Linked DNA regions of Sus scrofa: region 2 is linked to region 1. A link is a contact called in public HiChIP or PLAC-seq data. All regions are on one chromosome and are shown on one strand. The core of a region is the stretch at or near the end of the contact, and the rest is flanking DNA. Distances in the headings are between cores, read along the strand shown. Region 1 has its middle 78 kb from the start of FANCB. Region 2 overlaps LOC110257731 (a long non-coding RNA gene).

What was found. HiChIP or PLAC-seq counts read pairs in DNA pulled down with a chosen protein or histone mark.
Region 2: a contact with region 1 is called in an H3K27ac HiChIP or PLAC-seq map of alveolar macrophages. The contact joins two enhancer-like sites. A contact is called at or near these places in 1 of 47 Hi-C or Micro-C datasets (embryonic fibroblasts) and 1 of 2 datasets of contacts at active chromatin or transcription factors (alveolar macrophages).

Annotation. Positions count from the first base shown.
Region 1 is chrX:11,329,107-11,333,741 of Sscrofa11.1, reverse strand. No RefSeq gene overlaps it. Among named protein-coding and RNA genes, the nearest start is that of FANCB, 78 kb to the left of the region's middle. Within about 2 kb of position 2,686, at least 1 of the 83 cell types and tissues checked has an H3K27ac peak or open chromatin away from gene starts, as enhancers often do. A contact at or near this core is called in alveolar macrophages, where this site is marked.
Region 2 is chrX:11,790,590-11,794,994 of Sscrofa11.1, reverse strand. The region is part of intron 1 of LOC110257731 (a long non-coding RNA gene); the gene reads left to right. Among named protein-coding and RNA genes, the nearest start is that of ASB9, 35 kb to the left of the region's middle. Within about 2 kb of position 1,869, at least 2 of the 83 cell types and tissues checked have an H3K27ac peak or open chromatin away from gene starts, as enhancers often do. A contact at or near this core is called in alveolar macrophages, where this site is marked.

The DNA of each region.
Region 1 (4,635 bases), core at 1,437-3,936:
TAGTCTGGGAACTTCCATATGCTGTAGATCCAGCCCTAAAAAGACTATATATAGTCTATATATATATATACACCTCAGCTTTCTTCGTCAGACTGAGACAATATATTCCAGAGGTTAAGTCAAGGGCTCTGCGTCAACTGTGTAGCTTTGATGAATTCCTTACCCACTCTGAATTCCAGGTTCTACATCTGTAAGATGGGATCAAAAGAGAACTCAGCTTATAGTGTTGTGGTATTAAATGAAATACTGAAACCAAAATACTTTACACAGGTCCTGGCTCTAAATGTAAATGCTCAATAAAATGTTGCCACCACCACTACCATGTTCATATTGAAGAAAAGTCCTTTTTCAATGGCGTAATACCATTATTTGTTTGAAGAAAGATTGCCTTTGCTAGGGTATGGATGATTTCTCTGGGTCTGCAGATACAACATAGAAAGTGAAACTTCCCAAGATGAATTGTGTTCCTTCTTATGTGATTTAGGGCCTCATCATCCCTTACAATTATGCTCTCCAACATGGTAGCCACTAGCCACATGTTTTGGGCCCTCCAAATATAGCTAGTGTAACTGAGGAACTGAATTTTTAATTTTAATTAATTTTCATGTGTATCAGTCGAAACTTAAAAAGCTGCTTGTGGCTAGTGACAATCAGACTGGACAGCATTGTGTTTCATCATGCTGGAGTTGGAACTTGGCAAATCTTTGCCATCCGATGCCCTATTAGGCTCTGCCAGTAGAGGGCACTAAAGAGACCCTTCAAAGTTGGGAGGAAAAGGGATCTGTTCCTTCTAGTCCACTTTCATTCCTTGTCAGTTAGTGTCACCACAGCAGTGGTTCTTCACTCCAACAGTGGCAGTCGGTTTCAATATTTGCCACACTCCCAGAACTAGCCCATTTTACCCCTCAGAGATAGCAGGGCAGTACTCACCCTTTACACCCATGCCCCCGGGTCTGGGCTCCAATTCCATGGGCTCTTCCTCCAAACTTTAAGTTCTGGTGACTCTTACCTTTTATATGGGGACAGGTTGCTGCTTTAGTTTTCTCTTTTTGTCTTACTGTTTCTCTGACAGCAGTTCAGTCAGTTCTCTACATTAAATCTTTTCATTTGCAGTACCTGGCATGGTATCTGTTTTCTTGCCTGGACCATGACACCAGCTTCCTACAATCTCAGTCCACATGGAGTATATTCCCGCTACTTTAGCCCAATGAAGCTCCAGGCCCACAACTTCACCTAGAACTTCACCTGTGACACAGGCTAGGCAGATTTTCCTTTTCTGCTAATTCTTAACCTCACCTTTTAGCCAAAAAGTTTTAAGGTTTATTTTAGCCATACCACCTTCAACTTCAGTTTCAGTTGCTTTTCTCACTGGATCTCAGTTTTTACTCTTATGTTAATTTTCCATTTCCTTTAAATTGGGTTTTTAATTAGTATTATTATTTTTGCTTTGTCTTTTGGTTTTCTTCTATCTTATTCTCAATTTCCTCATTTAAAATCTCAGCTATTTCATTTATATTTCCTTTCTGTTATTTATTCTGATGGGTATATTAAAAAAACTTTAAAAGGAACAAATTTATTTTTAATTTATCGATTTAAGTTTCTTTGCTTCTTTTTCTTTATTTTGTTTTGTATATGCTTAAATTTTTAAAAAAACATGTAACATGTAGCACGTAACATATTCATATAACATAAAATTTACCATCTTAACATTTTTAAGTGCCCAGTTCAGAGGTATTAAATACATTCACATTGTTGTGCAACCACCACCGCCATCCATCCCTGTAACTCTTTTCATCTTGTAAAACTGAACCTCTATACCCATTAGACAATAACCCCCTTTCTCCCCGCCTGCCCCCACCTCTTGGCAATCACCATTATATTTTCTATCTTTACGGTTTTGCCTGCTGTAGGTACCTCATATAAATGGAATCATACAGTATTTGTATTTTTGTGACTGGCTTATTTCTTTCAGCATAATATCCTCAAGGTTCATCCATATTGTGACATATTACAGAACTTCCTTCCTTTTTAAGGCTGAATAATATTCCATTGTGTGTTTATCCATTCATTTTTTGATGGACACATGGGTTGGTTCCACATTTTAGCTATTGTGAGTAATGCTTCTAGGAACATGGATGTACATCATAGAAGTTTTAAATGACTTTTCATGAGAAAAGCAGACACTGAGTCCCCAGAGATAATGCTTTAAATGCTGAGAAAAATGGAGGTTTTCTTTCCTCTCACTTCCTGGCATTTACTTCTCTAACTCCCCCTAATGGATCTCCCAGCCTGGGTGAGGCATGTTCTACCAAGAAGTTCACCAGGTAGTTACAGAGTCCATATAAAAGTTACCTCTCCTTGGAGTCACAGTCCTCATTTTGCCTTTGACCCATTTTCTTCATTCAAATATTTTGCATGCTGACATTTCACACCATTCAAGTCATTGGGCTCTAAATCCATGATCTATCAAATATATTATCATTGGATTCTGGACAAATCCTTCTGGCATCACAAACCTGGAGAAGTTGGTACTAAGGAGGTGGCAGCCAGGGTATGGCTATCTCATGGTGTTCTTAGGTGGTAATGAACTTCCTTCTTTTTTTAGGGCTGCACATGCAGCATATGGAGGTTCCCAGGCTAGGGGTCGAATCACAGCTACAGCTGCCAGCCTGCACCACAGCTCATGGCGAAACTGGATCCACGACTCACCGAGCGAGGCCAGGCATCAAATGTGCCTCCTCATGGCTACTAGTCGGATTCGTTTCTGCTGTGTCATGATGGGAACTCCCAGTAATGAACTTCTCGATACCACTAGAGAACCCATAAGAGATTATGTTGCTGCTTCTCTGCTTCTTGGACAATTTTACCCAGTCTGCTTCCTGCCTACTTATTACAAGGCTCTTTCTCTTCTCACTTTCTCTCTCTCTTTTTTTTTTTGCCCCACGTGCAGGGCCTGCCAAAATTCCCGGGCCTGAATTGAACCCGTGCCGCAGCGGTAACCAGAGCCGCAGCAGTGACAGTGCCAGATCTTTAACCTGCTTATGCCACCCGGGGACTGTAACCTCTCCTCACTTTCTTATCAGGGACATGGAAAGACTCATTCAAGGTACACTTTTCCTCAGCTCCCTTCCCTTGCCACAAAGGCCAAAGAGAGACTAGGTGAAACAGGCATTAGCACCAATAGGAGTTTAAAAATAGTTTGTTTCCTTTTGGAGAGGTTCTTTGGCTTGTCAGATTCCATTCTTGGCAACTGATGACAAGGTTGCTTCTGTGTCTTGGCTATTGTAAACAGTGCTACAGTGAACATGAGGATGCATGTATCTTTTTGAATCAGAGCTTTCATCCTTTCTGGATAAATGCCCAGGATGGGGATTGCTGGATCATATGGTAGTTCTATATTTAGTTTTTTTAAGGACCGTCCACACCATTCTCTGTAGTGGCTGCACCAGTTTACATTCCCACCAACATTGTAGGAGGGTTCCCTTTTCTCCACAACCTCTCCATCTTTTGTTATTTGTAGACTTATTAATGATGGCCATTCTGACCAGTGTGAGGTGATACCTCATTGCAGTTTTCATTTGCATTTCTCTAACAATTAGTGACGTTGAACATCTTTTCATGTGCCTGTTAGCCATTTTTTGTCTTCTTTGAAGAAATGTCTATTCAGGTCTTCTGCCCATTTTTTGATTGGGCTGTCTTTTTGCTATTGAGTTGTATGAGCTGTTTGTATATTTTGGATATTGAGCCTTTTATACTCTTCCCTTTCGGGTCAAAATCTCTTCTCACAAATATCCCCCTGCTTTTTGCTCTTATAATTTAATAAATTCCTCAGGGTCTCCCTTCCCTAGTTTGGTTCCACCCTCAGCTTTTCCCCCAATGTACACTGGAGTATGACTGTGGTTACTGACGGAGTGACAGTGACTGGTGGGCTACAAAATATTAATTTTGTTCCATGAGAGCACAGGCCAGGAAATAAGAGTTTCTCTAAGCAAGGGGAGAGGAACTGCTCTGCAGATACAGGCGGCCCAGTAGAAAGCACTTCATGGGAGGGTTGGGGGTTGAGGGTACTCCTCAAAGTGTTCCAGATGTTTCCAGTCAAATTGCTGGAATTGCACTTTTTCTAGGTCCCTGCCTTCACTTACATCAAAAATGTGGCAAGGCTGTGAATCCAACTGACACTATAATTCAGCAAAAGCAAACTTGGATTTGATCAGACTCAAAGTCTGAGTTAGATTTGGGGATATTTTACTTTTACTGCTCTAAGAGAGACACTGTTTTAAGCATGTTATAGAAAATCTTTGATTTTAATCTATGCCTGGAGGTGAAAGCTCAGGTATATGAGGTTTTTGTTCTCCACGCTTTAAGTTGGCCACTGCCATCAGGAGCAGCCTCCCATCCTTCAGAGGGTCCTGTCTGAGGCACATTCTACCAGTGTCTCGGAGGGTCCCCAGTGCGATAGACCCCAGCTGCTCTCAATAATGGATACAGGTCCATATCCTTTGTTAAAGGTTTTTTCTATTCCAGTCAGTCTCTCTCTCTCCATGTTCCTTCTTTTTTTTTTTTTTTTTTTTTTTGTCTTTTTGCCATTTCTTGGGCCGCTCCCACGGCATATGGAGGTTCCCAGGCTAGGGGTCT
Region 2 (4,405 bases), core at 620-3,119, 460 kb before region 1:
AGCCACCCAGGCTCATTATGGAGGTTTGAATGGGACCAAGGCAAGGAAGGTCAGTTTCAACTAGGCAGATGTTTTACAGGAGACTTCACTAAAGTTGATACAAATTAAAGGGGAAACCAAATAACATGCTTATAAAATGAAGCTAAGTTTGCTACTGGCCCACCTCTTGGCCTAGCCCCTGACCAGCTTCCCTCAGGCAGGGGACATGGGGCTTTACCTCTCTTGACTTCCCTTCAGCCCTGACCTGTGACGTCTCCTCCATGCCCAGGAGAGCGAAGCCCAGAAACTCCAGGTCTGCTTTCCATACTCGGGTTCCTGATCCGATTCCTTGGTGATGTCATTGGGAATGACCAGCCCCCACTCACCAAAGCATGGATTACACTACGGCCACAGGAGGTCTGTCAGAACAGATGGCCTGGCAGCCCCCAAATATCAGAGGAATGCACCAGCAGAGGCATGATAAGGGGGCCTTCTGGTAGATGTAATGTGGAGGTTGGTTCTGCTGAGTCAGGCACAGGCGCTCCCGGGTCTTCCTGTGTCTTTCTCCAACTCCACCCTGCAGGTTTGGCTTCCACCGTGGACTCCTCTTGATGAGGAAATTTTTGAACATTCTTGGCACCGGTCTCCTCAGTGTAGAAAAGGGCCCACCCTTCACGGTGTATCCTTCATGATGGGCTGGAGGAGAACATTGTACACCTGACACGCCCTCCAAGACATTTTCATCCCCTTCAAGTGTATAAATTCTCACTGATTTGACAAGATTGATTTTCTATCCTTTGCTTTACAAAATCCATTGTGAGGCTGAAGCAAATAAAATTGATTTCCACTCACTTTTCTTCCCACTCAGGGCCTCTTTGCTCCCTCCTGATGATATGAGATTTTTCAACTTTGCCCTTTTGAAAAGCTTTTTTTTTTTTTTTTTTCAAACTGGCCTATGTGGGAATTTTAATGTGATGTTTTAGGTGTTTACGCATCATGGATTTATATGATAACTCTGTTGGACACCGAAGTTTTTATGTTGTAAACACTGGACTAGGACCATGGAAATTGGGGATGGTAGATCTGGCTTTTTGTTCAATTCACCTGTTGTGCATTTGCCTTATGAGTGCACTTCAGAAAGCCTCCAGAAATTCCTTCCTCTGAGTTTCATTGTACAGAACCAAATGTAGTGGGTCTGCATTGTACTCTTCTACATAGGATATAAGAAACGTCCTGTGTCTTTTAGTTCTCAAGTGAATTTAATTGGTCCCACACCACTATAAGCCTGGCTGGAAATTCAGCCTCAGTCATAATATGGATCCCACTGGAGGGTTAAGCAGAGATCTCAAGGGTCTTATGTTGCCCAGAACATGCAAGGAGGGGCTCCCAGTCTTAGGTCTAGGTGCCCACAGATGAGAGTTGTTGTCCTGGCTCACGGGGTTCCTTGGACGCAGGAGGCTCTGTGGCAACCATGTGACCTAATGCTCAGACAGAGGCTGGGCGCCCTAGTGCTTGGAACCCAGCCTCCTTAGAGAGACCTGGTAGCAGTTCTCTCTTAATGCTGCACCACTTCTTCAAGCTGTTGTGTGGGAAGAGGTCAGGAGCACATGCTTATGGCAGCCACCCAAACACCACATCCCCTTTTGGTCTTAGGGAATTAATGTCTCCATGTCAGCAAGTTCCACCTTAGGTCTCCCAAGTGTTCTCTCCCTTCCAGCTCTTGGAAAGCCTAGCCTGATCCCCTCAGTGAGTTTCAGAAATCCAAACCAGGAAGGTGGGCATGTCACTCAAAATGTGCCTGCCCTTAGGAATCCCTGCTTCCAACCTCACCTCATACATGTTTGTGAGTCTGGGGAAGTCCAGGCTTGAGTAGTTCCTATTTTCCAATGAAACAGGAAGAGTGAGTATGAAGTTAGATGGAAAGGATGGAAAATGCTTATTGCCTAGAGTAGGAAATTGAATTCTATGAGAGAACCATGGTAGGATTGTTAGCTATGCAGTGTATTCACAAGAGATCTGTTCTCATGATCGTGTTTCTTCTCCAGCCACACTCAGTGTGCAGGTGCAGCTGTGACATGGGTGCAGAGCTGCGAAAGAGAGCCAAGGGAGTTGGAGGAGTACTCAAGGGTATGTCTAAACTGGGCAAGGAAGGATAGGAGGACATGGGAGGACAGGGCTTGTGGATAGTTAAAAAAATTGGTAGGGCCAATGGACTGGAAGTCCCAATGACCTCAGTGAATCAAAGAGCTGTTGGAATTGGAGTCAAGAGTACATGGGTTAGATCAAGGGGGATTGATGGTTGGTAAGAGGCTCAGAATCAAGATTTGGGGTGTAGTTTTGTTACTGGAGATGATAGACCCTGGGTCAAAGTGGGTGGATTAAGGAGACGATCATTGGAAGTGAAGGCTGCAGGAGACAGAGAAGTGAGAATGTGAAATGAACTATCTTCTCCGTGAGTTGAAAAATCATCAAGAACAATGACAAGCATAAAAGATTAAGGGGAAGACAGCTAGGTCTAAAAACCAGACATTTGTTGATGACCATAACAAGGAGAGGTGGTGGGTTGAATCCTCAGATTGTATACATTAAAAAAGACATAGATTTGAGGGAGAAGAGAAATGATCGGGAACAGAGGTTTGTAAAGAGTGACTGCCAGACCCAATCCATCTTGCTTCTATTTTTTTGTTTTATTAATCTTGCCTCCTATTTTTGTAAAGTTTTATTGGAGCACAGCCATGTCCATTCACTTACATATTCTCTACATCTGCTTTTGTGCTATGTCAAAGTTGAATAGTTATGACAGAGGCCATAAAGCCTGCAAAGCCTAAATTACTTGATATCTGGTCCTTTATAGAAAAAAAAAGTTTGCTGATCACTGAACTAGAATTAGCAATGAAGAATATTAACCTCATAGTGAAAATAAGCACAATTAATATCACAATAACATGTCAAATCTCTTTGTTCCTTACAGGCTAGATCTGCTCTAGGTCACCAGATCAACCATTTTGACTCTAATAGGTTTTTTTTTTTTAAATAATGAATCAACCTATTGGATGGCTGCAATGGCAGATTGGCTGGCTGCTTTAACTTTGCGCATGGATATATTTTTCCATAAAATATATCCATAAAATATAGCCGGTGTACATGATTTTAGCGTATGAAATGTACAGAGGTAAATTTCCTGTGCCAAGGCCAGGTGGCCATTTATTCAAACATAAACTGTGGGCCATAGCACTACCCTATGGTTTGTTAAAGTACTGAGTAAAGATCCTACTGGATCAGTCTTCCACCAAGGATTTCCTATTCTAGTTTACCTTGTTCATTGTTACTAACCTTAAGAATGGGAAGCTGGCTTACATGACTTTGCCCAGTATAATGAGACAGTGACCACTCATATTCCTTCTCTGGAAAATTTCATTCAAGCAATAAAAAGACTCAGAGAATGGTCAACTGAGTCAAGTAAATGGTGGGGCACCAGAGGAGGTATTCATGTATGCCTGTTGTTAACCTTCTTGAAATTAGCTTTTTTGATTCCTGCTCTTCCTGGAAACTGAATTCTGTACAGCTTCTTCCACGAGATCTTTGCCCTTTTACTTAGACTAGCTTGAGCAGATTCTATTCCTTAGAACTGAATAATTACTAAAGCAGTCTGAGTGCTAAGTTCTTGGTCATAAGGGGGTCCATTGCCTTGTCTCAGATTAAGATGTGTTCCTCAGGGCAGTCATCCTTTGTACCCTTGGTCATAAGGAGAAAACTATATGGAGGTAGCAGCACAAATGCAAACTAGTCTTTACTCTTAGGAAGGCACAAAGCTGACAGAAGCCAAGTCCATTGGTATGCTTTTTGTAACAGACTTTTCTTGTCTTCATAGCAAGGACTGATACTCACATATCAAGAACCACTGGGGTTATCTGTCACTCAAAGATAGCCTAGGGATTCTTGCCAACAAAGCTCAAAGTGAGCATTTGAGGTACAAATGATTTCCTTGGAAGGTTTTTCTGAGCTGGAACATCGCCTTGGTCATTTTCCTTCCCGCCTTTTCCAGGACTGACATTGACTGTGGTGTTTGTAGAAACGTATTTCAAATGTGGTTGTATCAGTTATGCTCTGAACCTGTCAAACTGCAGTGATTGAAAAAAAAACACATTAAAAAAATGCCTCCAAGCCCTTAGCTACTGACAGTTGCTGATGGAAACAGGCCCTGTTGTGCCCTTTGGCTTATTAGTAAGTCCTCCTGATCCAATCACTTCCTGTGTTAGATGGTTTTAGTGAAAATGTGTTTTGCTGTTTGGGATTTAGAGGCAAAAGAGAGGAAGAAACAGATATGTGTTCTAGTACCAAATGATGTGAAAACACTACACCAGAGATGTAGAAAGCTTTTGCCCCATGGAAATCCTGATGTCCCTGATTCCAAGGATCTAAGTAG